2 separate regions of the Sus scrofa genome follow, and region 1 is linked to region 2. The links are chromatin contacts, called in public Hi-C maps. All regions are on one chromosome and are shown on one strand. Each heading gives the region's core, a stretch centred on a gene start, on an enhancer-like site or on the middle of the called end of the contact. The rest is flanking DNA. Distances are from core to core; before and after follow the strand shown.

The links. A called contact is a pair of places that touch in the nucleus more often than the background predicts.
Region 1: a Hi-C map of blood shows a contact between it and region 2, with 5 times the contacts expected there. The contact joins two enhancer-like sites. A contact is called at or near these places in 1 of 5 promoter capture datasets (fetal liver) and 10 of 47 Hi-C or Micro-C datasets (alveolar macrophages, blood, embryonic fibroblasts and 3 more).

Annotation. Positions count from the first base shown.
Region 1 is chr2:10,772,956-10,779,099 of Sscrofa11.1, forward strand. All of the region lies in intron 1 of CD6 (T-cell differentiation antigen CD6), which reads right to left. Among named protein-coding and RNA genes, the nearest start is that of CD6, 9.5 kb to the right of the region's middle. Within about 2 kb of position 4,731, at least 6 of the 83 cell types and tissues checked have an H3K27ac peak or open chromatin away from gene starts, as enhancers often do.
Region 2 is chr2:10,656,918-10,662,761 of Sscrofa11.1, forward strand. CD5 (CD5 molecule) reads right to left here. Exons shown (of 11, transcript NM_001244800.1): 2 at 4,059-4,106; 3 at 1,276-1,587; 4 at 741-803; 5 at 1-236. Among named protein-coding and RNA genes, the nearest start is that of CD5, 14 kb to the right of the region's middle. Within about 2 kb of position 4,109, at least 6 of the 83 cell types and tissues checked have an H3K27ac peak or open chromatin away from gene starts, as enhancers often do.

The sequences.
Region 1 (6,144 bases), core at 3,481-5,980, 120 kb after region 2:
AGTCAGCAGAGACTCCTTTAAAGAAAGATGCCGCTGCGACAGCGGCATCGAGAAGCAACGATCATAACCGGTTCAGGTCAGAATCACCCACAGCATTGTAGCCTGGGGGGTAAAGATTTGAAAGGGGCCAAAATAGTTGTGCATTTCTGTCCAGCGGAATCCCTTTGTCATACAGCAGAAATGATCCCAACCTTGTAAACCAGCCACCCTCCAAGAAAACTTAACAGAAGAATTTACACAAGACGTGCACTTATTACAAAGGAGAAGCGTGACTTTCGCTCGCAGACGTCGCCTTAGCCAAGCCCTCAAAGTCAGACCACTGGTAATGGGACGAGCTGCCACCACATCTGAGAAGGACATCATTTCTGTGGTATTCTTGCCAAAAGAGGCTCAACTCATCACGAGGAATCATCAGACACCCCCCAAGGAGCTATAGTTCCCTGTGCTTAACTGTAGAGCTGGGTCACTTTGCTGCCCAGCAGAAACCATAAAACATGGCACGTCAACTATAATAAAAAAAATCTTAAGTACAAAAAATTAAAAATAAGTAAGTAAACTACAGATGTGATCAATTCATTTGAGTAATAAAAAAATAAGTAGATAAATAAATTGAACCATACAAAAAAAAAAAAAAAAAAAAAAAAGAGCAGCGTTTTTACCAAAAAACTGGCCCATCCTGTTCAGAGAGACCCATGTGGTGAAAGAGAAAGAAGATCTGAGAAACAGTTCTCGACGAACAAAAAATGAGGAGGCCGAATGAAATGCAGCACGTGCAGTGGAATTTTCTTTTGCCTCTAAGGTGAATTGTTTTGGCATAATTGGCAGAAATCTGAAAAAAAATTCTGTGGATGGTTTTCGTAGCAATGTTAATCCCTTGATTTTGATAAGTGTGCTGTGGTTATGCAACAGAATGCCCCCATTTTTTTAAAAGACACGTCAAAGTATTTAGGAGAAAGAGACATTATGTCTACAACCTGCTCTCAAAGGAGTCAAGAAAAATGTCATAGATCAAAGATAGAGAAAACAATAAAAAATATTAACAGTCAGGAAATCTGAGTAAAGAACAGATGGAAAATCTTGGTATTATTTTTGCAGCTTCTCAGTAAGTCTGAAATTGTGCTGAAACTAATGTTTTTTGTTTTTTTTCTTTAAAAAAAAAAAAAAAAACTAAAACAGAAAGAGACTCACAGACATAGAAAACAAACTTATGGTTACCAAAGGGGAACGGAAGGGAAGGATAAATTAGGAGTTTGGGATTAACATATACATGATACTAGATATAAACTAGATAACCAACAAGGACCTACTATGTAGTGCAGGGAACTCTACTCAATATTTTGTCATAACCTATAATGGAAAAGCATCTGAAAAAGAACACACGTGTGTGTGTGTGACTGAATCACTTTGCTATACACCCGAAAGTACCACGACATTGTAATCAACTATACATCACGGGTTTTTTTAAGATGCAAAAAATAAAAAATAAAAGAACGTTTGACTGGAAAAAAACAAAAACAAAAAAGAACAACAACAACAACTAAAAAACCTGAGCGAAAAAGATAGAAGCTGAAGAGTGGGGGAACGCTGAGATGGTGGAGAGCAAGTGGCTGCAGGCAGCCAGCTCCTCGCCTTCTCAAAGCTGCCATCTCGGAGCCCAGGGTCGGCTGTGTTCATCTCAGGTCACCTCAGACCATAAGGGACCACAGCCCTCCCCTGCCGTCTCCACCTCGAGGCAGGGAGCTAAGGGCGCCCTCGGCCTCTGGGTGATGTCGGGGAGGGACCCAGGGAAGAGCCTGCAGACCTGGCTTCTCCTCCTGCTCCGTGACCTTGGGCGCATGGCTCCCCACTCTGTACCTCAGTTTCCTCCTCTGACAAATGGGTAGATGGAGGGGACTGGCAGCCCTCTGGGGACGGAGACTTGCAGCTCAAATACTGTTGTGCTATTTCTAGAATCCTCTCCAAAGGGCTCGATTCATTTGGCAGGTGTGTTTACTCTGGTTTAGCCCAAGGAAGGAGAGGAAGACAGATCTCGTTGAGCAGAATGGGGAGTAAGGCTCCTCCCTGTCCGGGACATGCTTCTCCACCTCTGCCCTGGCCCTGGCCCCACTCCCGGGCACCCCTCCTGGAAGAGACGAACACCCCAGCAAAAAATTATACCGTAGTGGAGAGAAAAAATTTCCCCCATGCCCCGTTTAGGGACAGTCAGCTGGTGGAGGTGGGTTGGTCAGTGACCAGAAAGCAACTCTGGTCCCAGTTCTGTCGGCAACTGGCTGTGTGGCTCTGGCTTTCCTAGCATCACTCTGTGCTTGTGCAAGATGGCCTGGCTTGGCTTTGAACACATCGGCTTCAGGACACAGTGGCTTCACCTCTGCCTGCACCCTGGCTCAGGGCTCAGTAGCAGGTGACTTCCAAACTGGAAGGGGGGCACTCAGATGGGATCCCCAAGACACCCTGAGAAGCTCTCAGGTTTGAGGTGCTCACTCCCTCACACAGCCTGTGTCCCCACACAGCCTAGTACCCCATCCTCTGGGTACGGACTCCCTGGGTTCTGCTGGTCTGCCCTGAGAGCCCAGCCCAGCTCAGGGTCATGATGGAGTGGTCAGGGGGTGGCCTGGAAACATATAGATCAGAATTTCTTCTTCTTCTTTTTTTTTTTTTTTTTTTTTTTTTGCCTTTCAGAGCCATACCTGCGGTATATGGAAATTCCCAGGCTAGCAGTCAAATCCGAGCTGCAGCTGCCGGCCTACATCACAGCCGCAGCAACACTGGATCCCAGCCGTGTCTGCAAACTACACCACAGCTCATGGCAACACCAGGTCCTTAACCCACTGATCGAGGCTAGGGATCAAACCCGCATCCTTGTGGATAGTAGTTGGGTCTGTAACTAGCTAAACTCTCCTAGGTCGGAACTTCTAATGAGCTCTGCCCCTCCCCATGCACAGTGGAGACCCAGGGGCACCCCCTTTGCAGGAGAAAGTAAGGGGGTCTTTTCCCATTATGGTACCCCAAGCTAGCATCTCCCAAGCCCCCACGGCCTTCAGCCCTGCCTCTCTGCCCAGGCTGGCCTCTTGGAGGCCCTTTCTGCTGCCACTTTATAGCCAAGACAGTCAAGCCGCAATAGTTTACAGAGTGGTGGGCAGAAACCCGGGCTTCCCTCCACTGTCCTCAAGAGCTCCTGTCCTGGTCGCTGGCCCAACAGCACTAGGGACTGACCTTGGGGCTTTGGCACCTGAGGAGCCCTGCATTTCCCCAAGCACTTCACAGCCAACAGCTCACGGAGCTTCATCCCAGCCCTGGGCTTGGAAGTTGCTACAAAGAGGAAGTTCCCCACGCCTGGGGGAACTGAGGCTCAGAGTGGAAGCTTGGCCAGGAAGTAGCTTCTGACCCATGAGTACCTTCAAGGTTCTTTTCTACCCAGGTTCCGTGACAGCCCAGCTACGGGTGGATGAGGTGAAAACTCCCCGGAAAACGGGGACCTTGGAGGTGGGAGATGTCCCAAACACTGTCCCAAACACTGTCCATTTTCCAGGGCTGGGAAACATCATGGATTTGGAGGCATAAAGTCTAGTTAAAGATCTGATGCCTATAGTTGTCTGTGAGCCTTGTTAAAACACAAGCCGACAGGCCCCAAATGGAGTTGCTTATGCTAAGCTTCACGTCATCGAACTTAAGATTTAATTATGGTTTTGGCTCTTCCAGAAATGGCAGTTTAAACCAGCCAATTAGGAATCTGCTGACCAGCATGAATTAGGTCCTTTGCCTGATAGACCCTAAAAGAGAGTAACTTTGCCATAACCAGCTTTTCTGCCTGGTGTAACTTCATTGCTCCCACCACCTTCTGCTTATAAACCCCTCCCTTTGCATCCGTTCTTTCTACCTGATAGATTGTATGCTGCTGATTCGAATCCATGTTTGCCCCCTTGAAAATTTCCGGGTTCCCGTTGTGGCTCAGCAGCTTAAGAACCTGACTAGTACACATGAGGATGCAGGTATGATCCCTGGTCTCTCTCAGTGGGTTAAGGATCCAGCGTCGCCTAAGGAGCTGGTGTAGGTCACAGATGTGGCTTGGATCTGGTGTTGTGAAGGCTCTGGCCTAGGGCGGCCGCTGCAGCTCTGATTCGAACCCTAGCCTGGGAACTTCCATATGCTATAGGTGTGACCATTCAAAGAAAAAATAATGATAATAAAATAAAAATTGTAATATGCCTCAGTTTATCTTTTAGCAGTCTCCTAACTGTGCCTAGGAAAAGTCACTTCACCTCTCTGAGCCTCAATCAGTAAAATGGGGCTAAAAAAAAAAAATCACACTTCAGAGGGCTGTGATGAGCCGAAGAAATGTTTATGAACTTTCAAAGTGTCGCCTGGTTGGCCTGGCCAAGCTAAACCTAAGTGGTTTGCCTGGGCCTTCAGTGGGCCTGTCTCTGTGCCTGGTGCACTCACTGCAACCTCACGACACAGCAGGATGAGCCAGCAGAAAGAAAAGAGCCTGGAGCCCAGTGCCCTTGGGAACTGGGGCCCCACCCACCCCTCAGGCCATAGGGGTTCACCTTGCTCTCCTGATTCCGCCCAAGTGGGCCCGTGTGCCTGAAATGCCTTTTTCTTTTCCCTTTAACTTTTTCTTTTGAAAGTATAGACTCACAAAGAGTTGCAGAGATAGCATAGACGCATCTCAGGCGCCCAGCTTCCCCCGATGGTGACATTTTCTGTAACCAGAGCAAATGACCAAAACCAGGAAGTAGATACCGGCACAGCACATCTATGTCACCAAGTTTGCCTGCACTCATTTTAAAAAAACAAATTCATGCCTAGGATGTCGCCATCTTTCTTTTGTATGCAAAAGCCTTCTTTTTTTTTTTTTTTTTTTCCCAGGGCCGCACCCGAGGCATATGGAAGTTTCCAGGATAGGGGTCGAGTCGAAACAGAGCTGCAGCTGCCAGCCTACACCACAGCCAGAGCAACACGGAATCCGAGCCGTCTGCAACCTACACTGCAGCTCATACCAACACTGGATCCTTAACCCCCTGAGCCAGGCCAGGGACTGAACCTGCATCGTCATGGATCCTAGCCAGGTTCATTACCACTGAGCCATGATGAGAACTCCGCAAAACCTTCGTGTCCTCTGTGTCCAGCTCCCCTGGGTCAGCGATGTCCCCTCTCCAAGAAGCTCAAGTCCTCCCTCTTCTGGTTCCCAGCTCCTAGAGACAGGGCAGCCCAGGGGTGGAGAACACGGGTTTGGGGAGATCTACAGACGTGGACTGAACCTCGGCATCAGCACCAGCCTGGGGCAAAACACAGAACTTTCTCTGTTTCTCCACCTACAAAATGTGGGTGACCGCCCCAGTGTCAGGGTAGGACAGGCTGAGCATGCCTAGGGCTTGGCGAATGTGAGTCCCCGCAGCGGGATTGCACACCCCTCTTTGTCCATCTTCCTCACACACTTTATATCTCATACCTTAGGGCCAGCACAGAGCCTGGCACACAGCAGGTGCTAAATAAAGGTGGGTAGCTGGACACCCTGCCAGACAAGTTTTCCTTTAGCTCATGTCTCTCTCTCTCTTTTTTTCTTTTTAGGGCTGCACCTGCAGCATATGGAAGTTCCCAGGCTAAGGGTCAAATTGGAGCTATAGCCACCATCCTACACCACAGCCACAGCAATGCCAGATGCTGAGCGAGGCCCGGAATCGAACCCGCATCCTCGTGGATACTAGCCAGCTTCTTAACCCACTGAGCCACAACGGGCACTCCCATGGTGTCTCTTTAACTTCACTTGGTTCATTCCTGGCCTGGGTAGGCAGTGTGAGTGCACGGCAAACCCATGAAGGCTGGGCCTTGGTGAGGGAGGTGGCCCATATGCTCCCATCTGTCCCTGAGCGGTCTTCCAGGGCCCTAGGACCCCAGAGACAACCTCAGGGCTGTCCCTGGACACAGCGTGGAGGCTGCAAGCCTGGGAGGGTATGACATCTTGGGGACAGGCCTCAGGCTTAGAGGGAGCCCTGAGGGCAGCCAGCCAGAGGCCAGGCCAGGCACTTTTTCCTGCGGAAAGAACACAGAGCTGTCCGTCAGGAGACCGCAGCTCAAGGGCTGGCACTTACAGCTCCAGACTTCAGACAGGCCTCGGCCTCACAAACCCTCGGTTTCCTCACA
Region 2 (5,844 bases), core at 2,859-5,358:
GACCGGCAAGGGTCGGCCCTCTCCTGGCCCCAGTGCCCTGGCTGCCTCGGTCTCTGTTAGAAGCTTCAGGAAGGAGCCACACTGCAGGGCTGCACAGATGACGTTTCCCAGGGGCTCCTCAAGCCTCTCATGGGACTCGAGGCCGATGGTGCCACCCAGGCTGCCCCTGTAGAACTCCACCAGGCCTGCACAGCGCAGGCCCCCGGGCCCCGCCACCAGCCTCAGCCTGGGAGGTGCTGGGGAGGAGAGAGAGTATCTGAGCGCAGATGACCAGCTGTGGGGCCTTCCGTCCACTGTGGTTGACTGGCCGACAGCTCCGGGAGGCAGTGACGTCTGAGATGTTGGCTAGAACATACTTACACTAAAACTTTTCATGCTTATCTGAAATTTACTTATTTATTTTGTTTTGTCTTGTTTTGTTTTGTTTTTTGGGCCACACCTGCGGCATATGGAAGTTCCCAGGCTAGGGTCCAATTGGAGCTACAGCCACTGGCCTACACCACGGCCACAGCAACGCTGGACCTGAGCCACATCTGCAACCTACACCTTAATGATCCTTAACCCACTGAGCGAGGCCAGGGATCAAACCTACGTCCTCATGGTTACTAGTTGGGTTCGTAACCCACTGAGCCACGACGGGAACCCCTATGCTTATCTGAAATCTACATGTAACTGAACGTCCTGCATTTTGATTCGCTAAATCTGACCCCTCACCCCCAGGGCCCTCAGCATCCTTTTACCTGTGGGCTCTGGAGTAGTCGTGGGCGGGGAAGTCGTGGGAGGAGGTGTCGTCCTCGGTGGCTCTGCAAAGGGACATTCTGGTTGGGGAGGGGCCGGGGACCCTGGGAGGGAGCAGGGAAGAGTGAGGGTGTGTGTGTATGGGGGTGGGGGGTGGGTTTGGGGCAATTGGCGGTGTCGAGAAAGACCTGGAGCTCAGGATGTAGGTCCCCCAGGCCCCATTAAGCCCACTTGACCCACATGTTGTCTCTAAGCCTCCTGCGACAGGGGCAGTACCAGCCCATTTTACAGCTCGGAAGATAGAGGCTGAGGAGAGATAATGAAGTTAGCAGTTGGCAGAACCAGCTCCTCGATGTTTTCTATCCTGCTGGACAGGTGCCAGCACCCCATCAGCAATCCCCATCAGCATATGGTTCTGAGGGGGTGTTTGTAAACCCTTTTCCCGTACCTGCTCAGGTCCTGGATCACAGGCCCTGGGCAGCCTTGTCAGGGCTGGTGCCTGGGTCCAGGGAACCCATGGGGCTGGCTATTACCCACCTAAGCAGATCAGAGACAGAGGGTCCCCCTGGTTTGTCTTAGTCAAGCTGCAGTTGGAGAAGGACACCTGTTGTCCATGGCAGATGATCTGGTTTAGGATCCACCTCCTGCTGAAGGGCTGTAAGTGAGTGAAGATCAAGGGCTGCCCGCATTGCAGGTCCTGGCAGAGCTTCGAGGCCTGACTGGGGTCCTCCTGGTGGAACAGGGACCAGCCCCAGCTCTGGCTGTGCACTGTGTACCATGTGCTCTTGTAGTTGACCTCCAGCTGGCCCTGGCACCGTGAGCTGGAGCCGCTCAGTCTCACCATGAACCCTGGGGGTCAAAAGGATGGGGGTCAGGCCAGAAAAAGCCTTTCTCGGGGGCCCCTCCCTGCACCCTCCCCACCTGGCCCCACACCCAGCGAGGAGCCCTCTGCCCGTGGGCTGCCTGCTTGGCTCCTCCTGTGAGCTTTGTCCTCTGGGGCCCTAGAGGATCTTTGCAGAAACTCAGGCTGGTGCTGCTCCTGACCTAGGAAACCAGGCCCAAGAGGATGGGGCTTGAGCCAGGGAACTTGGAGTAGCGAGCAAGGGATTCTCAGCATCCACGGCCCAGCAAAATTCGCCCACCTTTGGAAATCTTGTTTCCATAGATCCAAGATAAGACCCAGCACCTACTTTTGTTTTTGGTTTTTTCCCTCCTCTCTCTCTAACTTTAAAATCAATTTGGGGAGTTCCCGTCGTGGCGCAGTGGTTAACGAATCCGACTAGGAACCATGAGGTTGCGGGTTCGGTCCCTGCCCTTGCTCAGTGGGTTAACGATCCGGCGTTGCCGTGAGCTGTGGTGTAGGTTGCAGACGCGGCTCGGATCCCGCGTTGCTGTGGCTCTGGCGTAGGCCGGTGGCTACAGCTCCGATTCAACCCCTAGCCTGGGAACCTCCATATGCCGCGGGAGCGGCCCAAGAAATAGCAACAACAACAACAACAACAAAAAAAGACAAAAAAAAAAAAAAAAAAAGAGCCAGAAAGACAAAGACAAATACCATATGATATCACTTATAACTGGAATCTAATATCCAGCACAGATGAACATCTCCTCAGAGAAGAAAATCATGGACTTGGAGAAGAGACTTGTGGTTGCCTGATGGGAGGGGGAGGGAGTGGGAGGGATCGGGAGCTTGGGCTTATCAGACACAACCTAGAATAGATTTACAAGGAGATCCTGCTGAATAGCATTGAGAACTATGTCTAGATACTCATGTCGCAACAGAAGAAAGGGTGGGGGAAAAAACTGTAACTGCAATGTATACATCTAAGGATGACATGACCCCCTTGCTGTACAGTGGGAAAATAATAAAAAAAAAATAATAATAAAAAAAAATAAACAAATAGTTGTATTTTAGAAAAAGAACTTTTAGGAAAAAACCTCCAAATAGTAATTTTATGGTTATTTGTATGATTATGAATAATTTTCACTTTTTCTTTATTTCTATATTTCCAAATATTTTCTGCAGTGAAATGACTTTTGTGTTAAATAAGGGTTAAAAAAAAATGAATGTTATTTGTAAAAGAATCCTATAGAGAAAATTTTCTTTGTTTTTATCTAATGCGTTGCTGAAAACATTTCCATATCAATTCCATCCACTCTATCTCGGAAAACATGGAGGAAAATGCATCTGTAATAAATGAAAGCAGCAAACAAAGAAAGGTGGCCAAATCCATTAAAAAAAAAAAAAATCAATTTGATCGAGGTACACTTTACATACAGGGAAATGCCCTCATTCTAAGGGCACGAGTTCAATGGAATTTGACAAATGTATACACGCCTGCAGCCACCACCACACACTAGACTGAGACTAGTCCCATCACCCGGAAATTCCCTCTTGTCCTTTCACAGTCCGCTTCCCAGAATCCAGCCTCAGGCTGTCACTGATCCGCTTTCTGTCCCTAGAGAGGAGTTTTGCCTGTTCTTGAATGGTATATATAAGTGGAATCATATAGCAGGTACGGTCTTTCTAGTGTTTGGAGCTAGGATGCCATGGCAGGTTTCCAGGTCCTGGCCCAGGGCCCACCAAGGCCCCGGTGACCTCTTCTGCTTGCCTAGTGGCTTCTCGAGACCTCCTCGCCACATGTATCCCCAAAAATATGCAGCATGATGTTGTCTCAGGAAGTGTGAAAAAGAGAGGTCTGTGGTGAAGTGAGTCTGAAAACGGCTAGACTGGAAAATGCTTAACAGAGTTCCTCATTGCAGGACTTCTCAGAGCCTTTACTAGGCCAGTGCCCCCTGTCAGGCTTGGCTGGGTGATGTGGTATTGCTTACCCTTCATCTAGCAAGTTCCATGGAACACTGTGTGGGACACACTAGCCTCTAAGATTAAAGTCCAACCTCGAAGGCGAGACACTTCACACCCTTTCCAATCTCAGCCTTAGAGAGGTTGCACATGTCCTTGACCAGGGAGCAACTGGCAGGACTGGGTAGGAAGCAGGACTTTGCAAGGGGCGTTTATGGGCTGCTGTGTTTTCTGTGCATGGTGAGTCATAATAATATTTATTATGAGAACTAGCACTCGCATGTTCTAGGGCGTCTATCTGCGAGTGGCCCTCTTAAGAGTGTGTGTGAGTGTGTGTGTGTGTGTGTGTGTGTGTGTGTGTGTGTGCGCACGCGAGCATGTGCACGTACACACGCAAAAGGGTTTTTTCTCTCTCTGTAGGATGGGATTCACGCTGACAAAGGGATGACAGGTCCCCTACAGCCTGGTGGGACGCCACCCTGCTCCCCAACGCCCCCTCCACGTGGCTCCTCCTTACCTGAGTCCTCCAAGTTGAGCCCTCCGAGGCCTCTGAGGCAGGAAATGACTGCGGGAAGGAGAGAGGAGGGTCAGGAAGTGAAGTCTATGGCCCGCTCCCTTCTCCCCCCCTTCTGCCCACAGCCTGATCAATGGCCTTTTCTGCCTCCTGCCACCATCATGGGGTTCAGGGGCCGGGATTTTCATGCTACAGGTCGTAACCCCTCGGTGGGTCATGAAATCAATGTAGTGGGTTGCAACCATCAATGTTCTTTCTTGTTTTAAAACCTTGCTTTTGAAATGAACATGTGATAAAACTGATTTTCTTTTTCTTTTTGCCTTTTCTAGGGCCACTTCCCGAGGCATATGGAGCTTCCCAGGCTAGGGGTTGAATCGGAGCTGTAGCCACCGGCCTACGCCAGAGCCACAGCAGTGCGGGATCCGAGCCACGTCTGCGACCTACACCACAGCTCACGGCAACGCCAGATCCTCAATCCACTGAGCGAGGCCAGGGATCGAACCCGCAACCTCATGGTTCCTAGTCGGATTGCTAAACACTGAGCCACGACCGGAACTCCCTGGTTTTCTTTTTTTAGTGCACAGTTATACAACTTTTGACACATACAGGGATCTGCATAATCCCTGTAACAAGGCGTACAACAGTCCCATCACCCCCCACCCCGTTTTCCTCATGCTATCCTTTCGTAATCATATGCAACATTGCAGCCATCAGTTTTTAAAAATGATGTAATCCTGCAACCATCAATCTTTTTATGATCCCACCCACCACATACGGAAGGTGCTGGGCTATGGGTCAAATTGAAGGTGCAGCTGCTGGCCTACGCCACAGCCACAGTAACGTCAGATCTGAGCTGCCTCTGTGACCTACGCCGCAACTTGCGGCAACACCAGATCTTTAACCCATTGAGGGAGGCCAGGAATAGAATCTGCATCCTCACAGAGACAACGTTGGGTCCTTAACTTGCTGAGCCCCAGCAGGAACTCCCCAACTATCAATTAAAAAAAAAATGAAATGGACTAGAATAGAGGATGTCAGAATGCATTGTGTTTTGTGAGGATAAAGCTCATTTTTCTGTGCATTGGCTGGCAAAGTAAAAATGTCCCGAGTGTTGCTTTCAATCAAAGAATGTTTGAAGGTCACGGTCCTAGAAGGCTAAGTGAGCCAGAATGGGAACCCAGGGGGGCATTTGTGATTTTCTAGAATTCCCAAGGTCGGACAGGAATGACAGCAATTTCTCGTCCACAGCTCCCATTCTGGAGAAGGAAATCGGATCTCAGAGAGGCAGAGGGCCTCGGCCAAGATCACAGGGGCTGGTTGGTGGAGGAGCCCATGACTGGCCTCCCCCTGGTCTGGCTCCTACCAGAGCCCCTTCAATAGGAATGTGGGCCATGTGGGAATTTCCACCTCTCCCTGGCCCTTTCTGACTGTGGAGCGGGGACAAGGTGGCTCACGGCCGGCCTCTTGGCACAGCAGCCCTTGGCCGGCTCATGTGTGGCTGGGGCGGAGGTTTGATCTGGGTGGGGACAGGGTGGGGCGGCACCCTTGTGTGGCCTCAGAGCCCACCTTCCGTGTTTGCTGCCCGGCTTTATCTGTCGTGGAGCAGATGTTCTGGTTTCCATTTGCCCCCTGGGCTCGAGTCTCACTTGGGAGCTGGGGACACCATCAGGCCGGGGCAACAGCCTCGTACAGTGAAGGCCTGTGTTTAAGTTGATTTTGAGAAATTGTGGCTGGGTGTCAAAAAGCCCATTTGTGCCTGAGCGTTCTAAAGCTGATGGTAGAATTTTAA